Linked DNA regions of Mus musculus: all the other regions are linked to region 2. Evidence: chromatin contacts called from public HiChIP or PLAC-seq data. All regions are on one chromosome and are shown on one strand. Each heading gives the region's core, a stretch centred on a gene start, on an enhancer-like site or on the middle of the called end of the contact. The rest is flanking DNA. Distances are from core to core; before and after follow the strand shown. Region 1 holds the start of Gna13 (guanine nucleotide binding protein, alpha 13). Region 2 holds the start of Abca6 (ATP-binding cassette, sub-family A (ABC1), member 6). Region 3 overlaps Fam20a (family with sequence similarity 20, member A).

The links. HiChIP or PLAC-seq counts read pairs in DNA pulled down with a chosen protein or histone mark.
Region 1: an H3K27ac HiChIP or PLAC-seq map of embryonic brain shows a contact between it and region 2, with 22 times the contacts expected there. The contact joins the promoter of Gna13 here to the promoter of Abca6 in region 2. A contact is called at or near these places in 2 of 39 promoter capture datasets (hippocampal neurons and stem cell-derived epiblast-like cells), 1 of 484 Hi-C or Micro-C datasets (embryonic stem cells), 5 of 115 datasets of contacts at active chromatin or transcription factors (acute myeloid leukemia, astrocytes, embryonic brain and 1 more) and 1 of 9 other capture datasets (adipose tissue).
Region 3: an H3K27ac HiChIP or PLAC-seq map of embryonic stem cells shows a contact between it and region 2, with 7 times the contacts expected there. The contact joins the enhancer-like site here to the promoter of Abca6 in region 2. A contact is called at or near these places in 11 of 39 promoter capture datasets (the 3T3-L1 cell line, the C10 cell line, cranial neural crest and 5 more), 1 of 15 datasets of contacts at CTCF or cohesin (pro-B cells), 52 of 484 Hi-C or Micro-C datasets (the AML12 cell line, B cells, the BV-2 cell line and 39 more), 9 of 115 datasets of contacts at active chromatin or transcription factors (the NIH/3T3 cell line, T-cell acute lymphoblastic leukemia, embryonic basal ganglia and 4 more) and 3 of 9 other capture datasets (adipose tissue, embryonic stem cells and macrophages).

The regions. Positions count from the first base shown.
Region 1 is chr11:109,360,480-109,364,795 of GRCm38.p6, reverse strand. It overlaps Gna13 (guanine nucleotide binding protein, alpha 13), which reads right to left and starts at 2,002. Exons shown (of 4, transcript NM_010303.3): 1 at 1,540-2,002. The coding sequence starts at 1,822. Gm11696 (predicted gene 11696) reads left to right here and starts at 1,142. Exons shown (of 2, transcript NR_038097.1): 1 at 1,142-1,690.
Region 2 is chr11:110,249,280-110,253,194 of GRCm38.p6, reverse strand. Abca6 (ATP-binding cassette, sub-family A (ABC1), member 6) reads left to right here and starts at 1,419. Exons shown (of 39, transcript NM_147218.2): 1 at 1,419-1,623; 2 at 2,691-2,797. The coding sequence starts at 2,702.
Region 3 is chr11:109,670,012-109,673,777 of GRCm38.p6, reverse strand. Fam20a (family with sequence similarity 20, member A) reads left to right here. Exons shown (of 11, transcript NM_153782.2): 11 at 214-852. The coding sequence ends at 478. Among named protein-coding and RNA genes, the nearest start is that of Gm39443, 18 kb to the right of the region's middle. Within about 2 kb of position 2,482, at least 158 of the 459 cell types and tissues checked have an H3K27ac peak or open chromatin away from gene starts, as enhancers often do. A contact at or near this core is called in the BV-2 cell line, DN3 thymocytes, the NIH/3T3 cell line and 16 more, where this site is marked.

The DNA of each region.
Region 1 (4,316 bases), core at 753-3,252, 890 kb after region 2:
GGACTCTTAGGCCCAGTGTGTGTAGAAAAGCAGGTGATTTGCCTCGCTCACAAGTGACTACTTGAGTCTGTTCATTCTTTAAGTTCATCTGTATCAGGATACAAAGGTACCTTCAATTAAGGGCTGGCAAGGTACAGTTTACAGTCTTCCAGGAGACTTTAATTAGTTCTGTGCTGAGCATTAAGGCAGACTGAACACAGCCATCCTTTTCAGCTTTACTGCAAAGGTACAAGGGTAAGGGCAAGACATGGACTGTGAGCTCCTGGCCTCGCCCTCTCCCCTCTCTGCCTGGCAAAGCATCTTCTCTAGTCTTTCCCTACTTGAAACACTGAAGGGGGTGGGGGGAACGGACCCATGAGGGAGTTTGCTTATGTTCTTCTTGAACAACAAAAAATATGCTTAAAAAAAAGTCACACAACTCCTTGAAAAGACCTACAAAATTAAAGTTTGCTTCCAAGCCCTAGATTTAATAGGGTGACTCCTTAACCACTCAGAAATCTGTTTTCTGATGTGCTGCTGTGCCTCAACTCTGCCAACTTCTCTTAGGTAGAAAATACCTGACACTAAAGAAAAAAAAATTAAAAAAAACAAGATGATTCTTTTAAATGATAAAAATAAAAGCCACCTCTGCAACTTATTTGAACACTAAGGAATAAAAATATTGGGTGGTTTTCACTTAAGGAACAGTATTTAAAATACTGTTCAACAGGATTTGTGAAGCCCACCATGCAGTCCAGCACATGTATTTAAACATAAATTCATGAAAGCATTAGAAATGATATGAAATGATACTGTTTTTTTCTCCTGTCTCGAGTTATTAAGAAAAAAAAAAGTGTGCAACATGTTGAACTGTGATTACAAACATCCTGTAGCAATGAGCCGATAAAACCACTCGCGCTAATTTTTTTTAATAGACTTTCCTGATGCCAGTTCAGTAAACGTGAGTTTCATACTCTTGCCCCAAAAGGCTCTAGAGGCTGTCACTCTATGCCCTTGACAAGAGTCTCAGGGTAAAAAAAAAAAAAAAAAAAAAAAAAAAGTTTCCTCATTACAACCGTTCCAGAACTTGCTTAAGTCAAGAGGTGGCCTAGGAAGCCCAAAGCTGGAAGGGTAACATACCCGGTTACTAGGGTCACCCACCAGGGACGGGCAGAAAGGAAAGAAGGATAGGAAGGGATAGGGAGTGTAGGACCTGGGGCTACTGATGGGTGGTCTTGCCCGGAGTGCAGGGAGGACACAAGTTGCCCCGCTGCCCCGAGTCACCCTACTCGCCGCACTTCCCTCTTGGAGGGGGCGAGGCCAGCCGCGGAGTGCTGGGCCGACCGTGACCCTCACCGGGGTAGCACGGGGGGGACAGCGGGGCGTCCCGGATCGAAGGGACCAGGGCAACAGGGCGCACAGAACGGTGCCCAAGGCGCGCCCACCCGCTCGCCCGTCCGATCTGATCCCGTTCGGTCTCCTCCGACTGGGGACCCGGCGGATGAGGGCGGTGCCCGGCCCGGCTCCCCAGGGGTCCCCGAGCCCCGCCGCGCCCCGCACCTTTGATCACGTTGCTGTAGATGGTGGGGCGGAACTCCTCGCGCGCGCGCTGGTCGAAGTCCTGGCCGTGGATGATCCGCATCTGCTTCAGGAAGGTGGACTTGCCGCTCTCGCCCGCGCCCAGCAGCAGGATCTTCACCAGCCGCTTCACGTAGGTCTTCTCCCGCGACAGGCATTTGTCGATCTCCTTGGACTTGCGCTGCTGCTCGGCCTCGCCGTTCGTCAGCACGCAGCCCGGGAAGCACACGGACAGCACGGAGCGCGACGGCAGGAAGTCCGCCATCTTGCCGCCGCCGCCGCCTCGGCGGGCCCCTGCGGCTCCTCCACCTCCTCCTCCGGCAGCGGGCGGCTCCGGCAAGGCGGCTGGAGGGCGGGGAGCGCAGCGGCGGCCCGAGCGCGCCCGGGGAGGGAGGGAACCCGAGGACTGACTCGCCAGGGCGGGCCGCGCCGGCCGGGGGAGGGTGGGAGGGAGGGAGGGAGGGAGGGAGGGCGGGCCCGGGGAGGGGCGGCGGCCCTCTGGGCGTGCGCGTGCCCGCTGCCTTTCGGGTACGCGCACGCAGGCACGCCGAGCGGAGGAGGGAGCGGCAGCGGCGGGAGTCACGCGCTCCTGTGCAGCCGGGAGCGCGCTCGGAGAGCGGCGGAGCCCGGGTCACGTGGGCCAGGCTGGGCGCGCGCGCCTGCGGATCCAGAGTTTCTGTTTCCCTTTAGTGCCACCGCTTCCCGGAGCCCCGAGGCGAGTAAGCAAAGCCCATCCTGACCCCTTTCCGCTGGGGCATCTTTCTCACTACAGATCCCACTGCCCTTTCCCATAGTTACTCGCCCGCCGCTTGCTGTCACCTTCACGCGACCTATTTTGAGACCATTGGCTGGGACATCCCCGCACCCGACCAGTGCAAGCCTTCCTTCGTTACAGTTTGCCTTGTTTTGTTTTGTTTTGTTTTAACTCTTGAGACAAGATCCCTGCGGCCCAAGTTGGCTTAAATTTGTGACAATCGTCTTGCTTCAGCCTCCCTGTCCGTTTCTGGTATTACCGGCAGGCAAGAGCTTTCCTTCAAGATCGTGCGTTTAATTAGCAGCGACCCTTCCCCGCCCCCTTGTCATCCTAACCATCCCGAATCTGGAAGGATAAGTAGATGTCAGATGTCGTTATTGATCAACACCTCACCCTAGCAGCTCAGGGCACTATTGATAACCTGCCCTGGTTTGAGGGGAAGTTGGAGTTGATGTTCTCGTGAGATGTGCCAGGAAGGTCGCTGGCGGCTGGCTCACTCATTAGATTCCCATCCGAGCTGCACTTGTGACTTGGGTAATGCCTTCTGAGGTCAGTGAATGGTGGAGAGGGTGAGGTCATGTTGAAAATCCCCCTAAACCGGACACTCTGATGCACGTTCTTCCCAAGGAAGCAGATAAGCGCTCAGCCTAGGACTGCAGCAGGCACATTTTGGGTTTCCTGCCGGATTACAGAGGATATGACAGACAAGAAACTTTTTTTTTTCTGTCATACCAGCAGATCAGGCCAGAACACCTGAAAAAGAGACTCCTGGGGAACACGTGACTAGTGACAGCTGAATGACTGTAGCAAGGACCTCAGAAGCCAACTTCTTCATTCTTGTCAGTTTCAAAGTTGATGCCTGTCTGGTTTTGCTCCTGGGACCTGACTCGTGTGCAACTTGGGAACTTCCTGTGTGTTAGGGAGTTGGGGTAAAGAGGTCAACACCGTGACATGCACAAGTTTAAAATTTTAAAAACCAGCACTATAAGTCAGTCCATCAGTTACTGTCCATTTGGGCCAATGACTGGGTAGCTCACGACTCACTCACTACACTGGCTGCAGTAAACAATACATGTAGTAGAATTGTCTCCTGTTACATCCACTGAGACCGCGAGCGGACCTGAGCCCACAGAGTAGGCTGTGTGCAAAGTAGGCTGAGCTCGCATCCAGCATCTGTGGATTGCTAAAGTCAGGACTGATTTGTGACCAAAGTCTGTCATAGATGGTTGATCTCTGTATATACCTTGATCACTGTTAGGGATACCCTGTTCTAGGGCCGTGAAAAGGCCAGCTTCTACCCAGGACAGGTAGACACCAAGGCCCTGAATTACCTCCATGTTCTAGTCCGAATTCATTAGCAGAAACAGAGGAGGGAAATGCGTACGTTAGATTAAGCATCTTCGTTTTCCTGAGGTGTACACAACAGAGTGGAAAAGCAAGGATGCCTAGGAGGCAGGAAGGGATTCCTGCCTGGCCAGTTCTTGTCGGGACATGTAACACAGCAGGGAGGCTGTTCAAAGTCCTGAGTGGAACCTCGCCTTGGAACAAATTTGGCTCGGGTTGAGCCTGGCTGCCCTAATCAGGGTTTCTGAAAAGAAACGTTTAAAGCCCGGGCTGGGGTTTGGCTGCTTTGTGTAACTGGTGATCAAGACACTTTGTAAATCATAAGCATAAAAGTGAGTCCGTTTAGTGGTTCTTCAAAAGCTAAACATAGAACTACCACGTGACCAGGCAGGTCCACTCCGAGGTGTGTACCCTCAGAAAACCCAGCACGCTGCTCAGGCAAAAACGTGGACACCCATGGTCCTGGCAGCGCTGTTAAGAACAACAACAAAATAAATGAATACCACTTAAGACGACCCAAATGCCCATTGGCAAATGAATGGCTAAACAAAATGTGATTCATCCAAGCAACAGATCGTGCAGTCATAAAAAAGAGTAAAAGTGCCGAAAGAAGGGGCTGAGGAGGTGGCTCCGTGATTTATGTGCCTGCTGTTCAAGCAGG
Region 2 (3,915 bases), core at 170-2,669:
GACCCTTCTCCTCCTGTTGGCTCGACTCATCCAGCCTTGATATGAATGCATGCGCTGAGCCTATGAGTGCATGCGCCTAGACTTACTGAACTTTTATGGCCTATTTGATTGCTATCCCTGGGAGGCCTGCTCCTTTCTGAAGGGAAATGGAGGAGGACTAGAACTTGGGAAGAGGGGAGATGTGGGGGAGGGACTGGAAGGAGTGGAAGTAGAGGAAACTGGGGTTAGGATGTAATTTATGAGCGCAAAACAGACAAACAAGAAATTAAAAAAAAAACCCTAGCAATTAAATGCACAATATAAAACTTCTAAGAAAGAACTTTTCATTAAGCATTAGCTACCAAAAAATAGAATATAAAGAATCAAACAACTATGGCAATAAAATTAATAGAAATCTGAATTATATTCTAGGCTACTTCAAAAGATTCGTTCTACTATCGAAACAAATTTTTTAAGTGTTGTGACATTTTCCCCCTACAGTCCTGAGGCCTTTAGAATACCCTTGTTAACATGTTTGTTTTGACAGTTTTCAAGATAAAAGGCACGCTATTTCACTTGTGTCTACTTTTAAAAGTAGAATTAACTGCCAAGTATATTATCATGGCTGGAACTGTTACTGTCTTAAACTTGTCCCCTATACTCTGGAACATCTCTCTGATTTAGATTTAGTAACACATGTGGATAAAAGAGTCCTGACAAATATTTGAGATTTCTCAACTCCTGGACTTCGCTTTTTCTGTTTTGACATTTGCTGTGGCGGGTCAAAAGTTTTCAGTGCCTTTCAGATACACTGTGCAGCAAGGACAGAATGGAGTTCAGGTAGGCTAGTATTAGTGCATAAAAATTGGAAATCTTTTATGTATTTTAGTCACAAGATAAATCTATTTTATTAATGTACTTAACCCATAAAATCCCACACAGCTGTGACCAGAGTAGGAGAAACATGTTTTAAAATAGTATTTCATTTGTCTACCGTCAGACTATCTCCAAGGCAGAGATAGGGATTGCTTTACCTTTAAAGGAAAAAATAGAAAAGAAGAGAAACTCCCAGCTTCAGCAACTTTTCCCAGTTAGTGTGAGTTTGCCAAATTGAAAACTGACGTCTATGTTTAGCTATGCAGAGTGAGAAATCATGAAAACTTGTATTTCTCATACAAGTCCTTAGATAACATTTTTATTCTAGGGTTTTTGTTGTTGTTGTTGGGTTGGTTTTTTTTTTTTTTTGTTTTTGTTTTTGTTTTGTTTTATTTTGATTTTTTGTCTTCTTTCCAATCTTGATCTCATCATATCTGAAGGGCTTGAGCAAGTTTTCCTTATCTGCTTTATTTTTTCCGGAGTTGAAAGGGGGTGAATGAACAGACACAGGGTTTGTTTTATTCTCAACCAATCACAGAACAGGGTTTTCCCAGGAGAGAGAGAGAGAGAGAGAGGACACAGAAAACAAAACAGATTCATCATGTGCAGCCTGGAGTGACCACATCCCCTTTCGGAAAGCAGTGTGCAAAGGAACCGCGGAGAGCAGCCACCTACTTAAGAAATGTTTACGGAAGGAGAGAAAGTGCTCAAAGGGATGCACTAGGAAAAGAAGCCTGCCTGTTCCGGGAGTGCGAATATTCCTCAGTAGTGAGTGAAGCTTACTGCTGTTTTTGTGCTCTGCCGAATAAATGGGTGGATATTGCCAAGTTCAATCTGTTATTCAGATGGTTTGTAGACACTTAAGTATCTTAAAGTGATTTAAGAGCTAATTTTTATTTCCCCCGCCCCAACCGAATTTTATTTCGAAAATACAGCTGTAGATTCTAGCTTGCTTCCATTGTAGCCAAGGAAAGAACTGTATTGCATTTTGTCATGTAAATTTAGGAAAGATTAAATTGAAAGATCATGAAAACTAAAATGGGTTTTAAAATTTGTTTATTTGAAAAATTGCTGGGTAAAACTATGTTCTCTCTCTTCTTTTTCTTTCTTTCTTTTTTCCTTCCTTCCTTCCTTCCTTCCTTCCTTCCTTCCTTCCTTCCTTCCTTCCTTCCTAACTTATTTTGAACTTTGCTTTCTGCATTTTGAGTGTCATTTCTATTTACAAAGTTGAGAGAAGCCTTATTCTTCTGGTGAGTCAGAATCAAGTAATTTCGAGTATTGATTATTATTTTAAAGCTCAGTTCTTCTGGTAAGAGTTATTCAGTTAAATTTTTATTATATTTAAATCTGAAGATAAGTATTATGAACATATTTCACTGGGATTGTATCCGATGAATTTATCATTCAGGCGAGTTTAAGCAATCAAAATTTTGTTGTTGATTTGTTTAGTTTTTTTTTTTTCCTAAAATGCAAGGAACAAAAATGAGTGTTGATGGGGTGAAACCAAGAGATTACTTTATTCACATCATTGAATTCTGATCTAAAATATTATTATATGTGTTCTGCACCCTAATGGCGTCCCCCCCCCCCATTGGAATGTTCTGTTTTATTGTAGAAGTGTGATGATAACCACGCCCTATCATCACCGTCACCCGTCCCTCCACATAGCTTAAAGAGAATGCATTTGAGGTAAATTTAGTCTTAAATCGTTGCATTAATATTTTACATTGCATTATAGTTCTTAAGTGTGGTAAATATTTGAGTCAGAAATAGAGTCAAGGTTTTTCCAACTCCGCTTCTGGTTTTGGTTTATTGTTTGTTTGCTTAATGAGCAGGTGAGGCAAGTATGAAGGAGCTAAGTGTGCACGTGCGCCAGCAGACCCGCGCCCTTCTGCACAAGATTCTGCTCAAGAAATGGCGGAGGAAGAGAGAGAGCTTATTGGTAGGTGCAGACATTCCACCCTCTCCTCAGCCTCCTTTCCCCACCTGAGTTTCAAATAATATTTCAAAGATTACAGCTTAACCAGCAGGCTATAGTTATTACTTTTGAGGTAGGTACTTCTATCTATGTTTGTTTGATTGAGAAACTCATAACGGTCTGTGACCAATACCATAGAACTTAGTAATATATATATATATATATATATATATATATATATAATTTTTTAAAGGGATAAAGGAAAAATTAAATTGTATGGTAAAATTGCAGCAAAGGTTAAGCCATCCCATACTCTACAGTGGGATACAAAGTTAGTAAGTATAAATTGAGAAAATTTTAATATTATCGTTTTATATCCAAAACTATTGATTTTCTACGTAAAGGTTGTTTCCAAGGATATAAAAGAGTAACGTACTAAGCCAATGCTTTGAGAAGTGGCGAACAGTACAAACTTCAGTGGCTTCCCTGTGACAGATGTTCAGTTCTTATAATTTTTAGTACAGTCAGTATAGAAGAGAAGCAAGCCGGTGAGAGAAAGACTATTTCCCTTTATCCAGGGATCTAGGTTTCCTCATCTGGGAATCTGCCATCTCCTCTGGTCCTGGTAGCCGCCGCTGGATTACTCATAAGGCAAGGAGGGAGAATTGAGGCAGAGAGTATAGTAGGTTGGGTCTGCACACAGGCCTGGGGGTGGCGTGTACTGTGTCTGCCCATTTTCCATAGGAAAAAAAACTCAGTCTTCTATTCCCATTGTATCTAAGAGTATGCTCTAGTCAAAACCTACAGGTTTCAAGTCATTTATACTATATGAACTTAAAGTGGTCACTTAAAAAAATGAACATAGTGTCAATATTTAAAAGTGAATTCCAAAGATGAGGACGTAAGTGATTTGTTCAAATAAAGTCTGGCATTGTTAAGTTGAAATGTTTATTAATGTAAAAATTCAACGGAATCTTCTCTTTATACATTGTCTTGAGAGTGCTTTGTGGTAACTGTTTGCTTCATATTTTTCTGGTATGTTTGTCAGATGAGGGAGAGGTGTTCTTGGGCCTAAAAGAAGTGTGTTCTAGCAACATATCAAGAAGAAATTATTGCTATGCTTGATTTACTGGAGAGTATCT
Region 3 (3,766 bases), core at 1,233-3,732, 580 kb after region 2:
CTCTCTCTCTCTCTCTCTCTCACACACACACACACACACACAATCATTACACACCATTAATTCCTTTTCCACATGGCTTTCAGTGAAGTGTGTTAGCCTAGAAATAAGATCTCTAAGCACACCAGCTGCCAAGAGCTGTTAGTGGGGGCAAGTGCAGGCTGAGTTACCTTCCTTAATGTGCTCATCTGGCCCCCACCGCCTTTATCTCATCAGGATCAAAAGGAAAACACTCTTGCACCTTCAGCTGCTGGCTCAGGCTGACTACAGGCTCAGCGACGTGATGCGGGAGTCACTTCTAGAAGACCAGCTCAGCCCTGTCCTCACAGAACCCCACCTCCTGGCCCTGGACCGCAGACTCCAGATCATCCTGAAGACCGTGGAGGACTGCATAGAGGCCCACGGCGAGCGAAGAGTCATAGCCGAAGGGTCAGCACAACGTTCGGCTCCAGACTCCGGCCAGGCTAATCTGACGAGCTAATGGCAACAAACGTGGGACCTCAGAACACACAACTGGAGTCAGCACCTCATGCTGGTTTGTAGGCCCCTGTTGCCCCATTCCATCCTGGGGCACTGGAGGCCAAGGCACAAGCTCAGGGAGGAGGCAGGAACGCTTTGAAAAAGGCAAACGGGATCCACTGAACCTCATCTTTATCCTTGGGTGGAGGTCACTGCTTTTACGGTGCACTGGCTGGGGCTCTCTCTTCCCAACGAGCTCTGGCTCCATCAGGACTGCAGATTATCTTCTGAGCACACTGTGAAACCTGGATCTGGACCAGGCTTGGAAGGTTTGGAAGCTCTGTTCCCAGGAGCGGTTTTTATTCTACCATATCAAATAAAGGGACATCAAGCGGATAACTGGCTTTCTCCAAGTCCTTACTGTATATGCAGGTACAGTACACACACACCAAAAAAGTCACTTTTTTTATACTGACATTCTGGTCCCTAACACTATCTGAATACAATAATCTCAGCCAGGTCACTCCCAGAAATACTAAGGGTAAGACTGCTCAGTTAGGGGGCACACTCCAATCTGAAGAATATTATCAACTGAGGAATTGGCAACCGAGAGCCGTGTGGCTCGCAAGTGGGTGGGGTGCTTGCCTCTCAGGTTCAACCCCCCAGCATCACACATCCGGTAACGCCAGCACTCAGGAGAAGCTGAAGTTCAGAGACACTCTTGAGCTACACAGGGAATTCGAGGCTAGCCTGGGCTGCGTGAGGAAGTGACACCATGTATGTCAAAACCAAGAGCCAGACACAAAAGGGGGAGCTGGTGGAAGATTAGGGTCGCATGGCTTCATCAGATCAAATCACTTTATTGTCTGATAAAAGCCAGAGGATCAAAAAATATGGAGGGGAGGAAGAAAAGACATCACTACAAGGGACAAATCCAGAACCAGCAATGTCACTCAGACTTGTGCATATGTCCAAGGACAGACAGGATGACTGAGAACAGGTAGTATTGTTTTGGTCTTCTGAGATTGGAGTTCATGTACACCAGGCTGGCCCTGAATTCTTGATTCTCCCGCCTCTACTTCCCAAGTGCCTGGATTAAGGCACGAGTCACCATGCTGGTCTTGTAGTGGATGGTTCTGATTCATCCTAGCACCCCACGTTATGGGCACACAACCCCAGAACCCAGTTTGCGAAATAACCTTGCCTCTATTCACCCTAGAGCCTTGCCAGTCCCAGACACTACCCTGCAAGACATAGGTCTGCAACCCTCACGAGCATGCCCCTCCTCCAATGTGTAAGGATGAGAACTATAGCTCTCAAGAGACAAAACCACATCATCTTGTGGTTTAGACTTCTTCCAAAATGTATAGCATCACACCCATTTGTGAAGTCAAATTTGCTGGGTGCTGTGACTCATTCCAGCAAATCCCCACCCTTGAGTGGCTGAAACAAAGAGTGTAGAGTTGAAGGCTGGGCTGGGCTGGGCTGGGCTGGGCTACAGGAGAAAAAACAGCAAAGTCAACTCTTTACCAGAGAAAACTGGTTCTAAAGACTTCCCTCTCAAGAAGGCCCTTTTGTGAGGCGCAGCTTCCTGCAGCAACATCAACTGTTTCTTCTCTTCTCCCATGTCTGGGAAGCACAAGGAAGCCACACTGAAGATTGGGGGCTGGGGGGGACAGGCACTGTCAGATCAAAGAAAGGATGGTTTGGGGCTCTCAGCCAGCCTGGCTCGGGCGAGCTGCAGTCCATCTCCAACATGGCCTCCCTGATGCAGACCAGTCTCTCGAGACTCTGAAATCTGCTTTACATTTCAAAACCAAAGTAACTCGGCTTGATTCTATGATGGATAACTATATAGGCTACTTTTAACTATCTGTTTTTCTAACAACAACAACATAAAGCTAAGAGCAGCATTTTTCAAAAGCACCAGAAGACAAAAACATTCCATTCTCAGAGTGTGGAGTTCTTACAGCTTACGCACTCTGAATCATTGCTCAACTTCCCATGGGGAAAAAAAATATTCTGAGTCTATGTGAAAACTTTCCATGTTACCACTGGCAAGCAAATAAAAAAACCAAGACTGTGTGAACTGGTAGGGATCAGTTTGGAGGGATATGCCACAGCATTCTCCAAATGCTGGACCTATCTAAGGATAAGTCAATTCTCTTATAGGGAGCAATTCTGTCCTATTAAACTCCTGGCCTCTTAACTGGTAAATTATTACTGCCCCTAGGAGAAGTATGAGGTCAGGTTCTTAGGATTCTCTAGTCTAACTTCACTGACCCATTACTACAGAATCTCATCTTGTGTGGTAAAGATCATGTCTTTACATTGCTGGTTCTTTAACACTGCATCTGTCTACTGCTGCACGTTCACAGTAAGAGACAGCTTTCTCAAACTCAGGAACGCGAGTCAGCCCATGAGCACTATCCTGGGAGGCCTTCTAAATACCGAGTGACCTCATCAACAGCAGGCACGAGGGCCCCCACACAAGCGTGGTGCAGGAGGCCCCCAGGTGACATGGCCACAGATGAGGTGAGGCAGACCTCACTCAGCCTCGGGTGGGAAGGCAAGGGATAATCACGTTTTTCTCTGCGAGTGCAGCTCAGGTCCCAGAGGGCTTCTGGTGTGGCAGTCTCGGGGTCACACTTACATTGTACCAAGTAGGGAGACACGCAAATGCAGGATCTGCAGACTGAGAAACAGCTGCGACTCATCTGAGGTTGGCAAAGCTGAGCATAAAGAAAAAGCTCTCCATCTAGTGGTGACTTTTTTAAAATCACAAAGCTACTTCTTGTTCTTACAGGGACTCATGATGATGTCACAGTTCTAAAGTTATGCCAAGAAACAAATTTTAGCTGTGTATGTACACAAAAATGATGGTTTCTACAGAAATACCCCAAATGTAAGAAGGGAGAGATTTGTGTTTCCCCTTGGCAGATGTGATGGAGGGCAAATTAAATGGTTAGCATGGTTTTGGTCCACCCGGAAGTGCACTGGCAGGGCTTTGCCAAAGTTCACAAAGGGTCCAAATCTTTGAGGTTGGAGACAAAGTGACGCCACTGCCATTGTGCTAATTCAATTTCAGAATGTCAACACAACAGTAAACTGCATCCTGGGCCAAGTTTTAAAAGAAGGACATGCAGCTGGTGAGAGGAAGGGACTTCTGAACCTGGCCAGGCAGAGCTTAAGCAGCAGAACTCAGCCACTCTCCAGCACTAACTCCAGCTTCCCTGCGTGTGAAGATCCCAGTTATCACCAGAGTAACTCATGTGCTCACTCTTCAAACTCCAGGAAGAAACAGAAACAA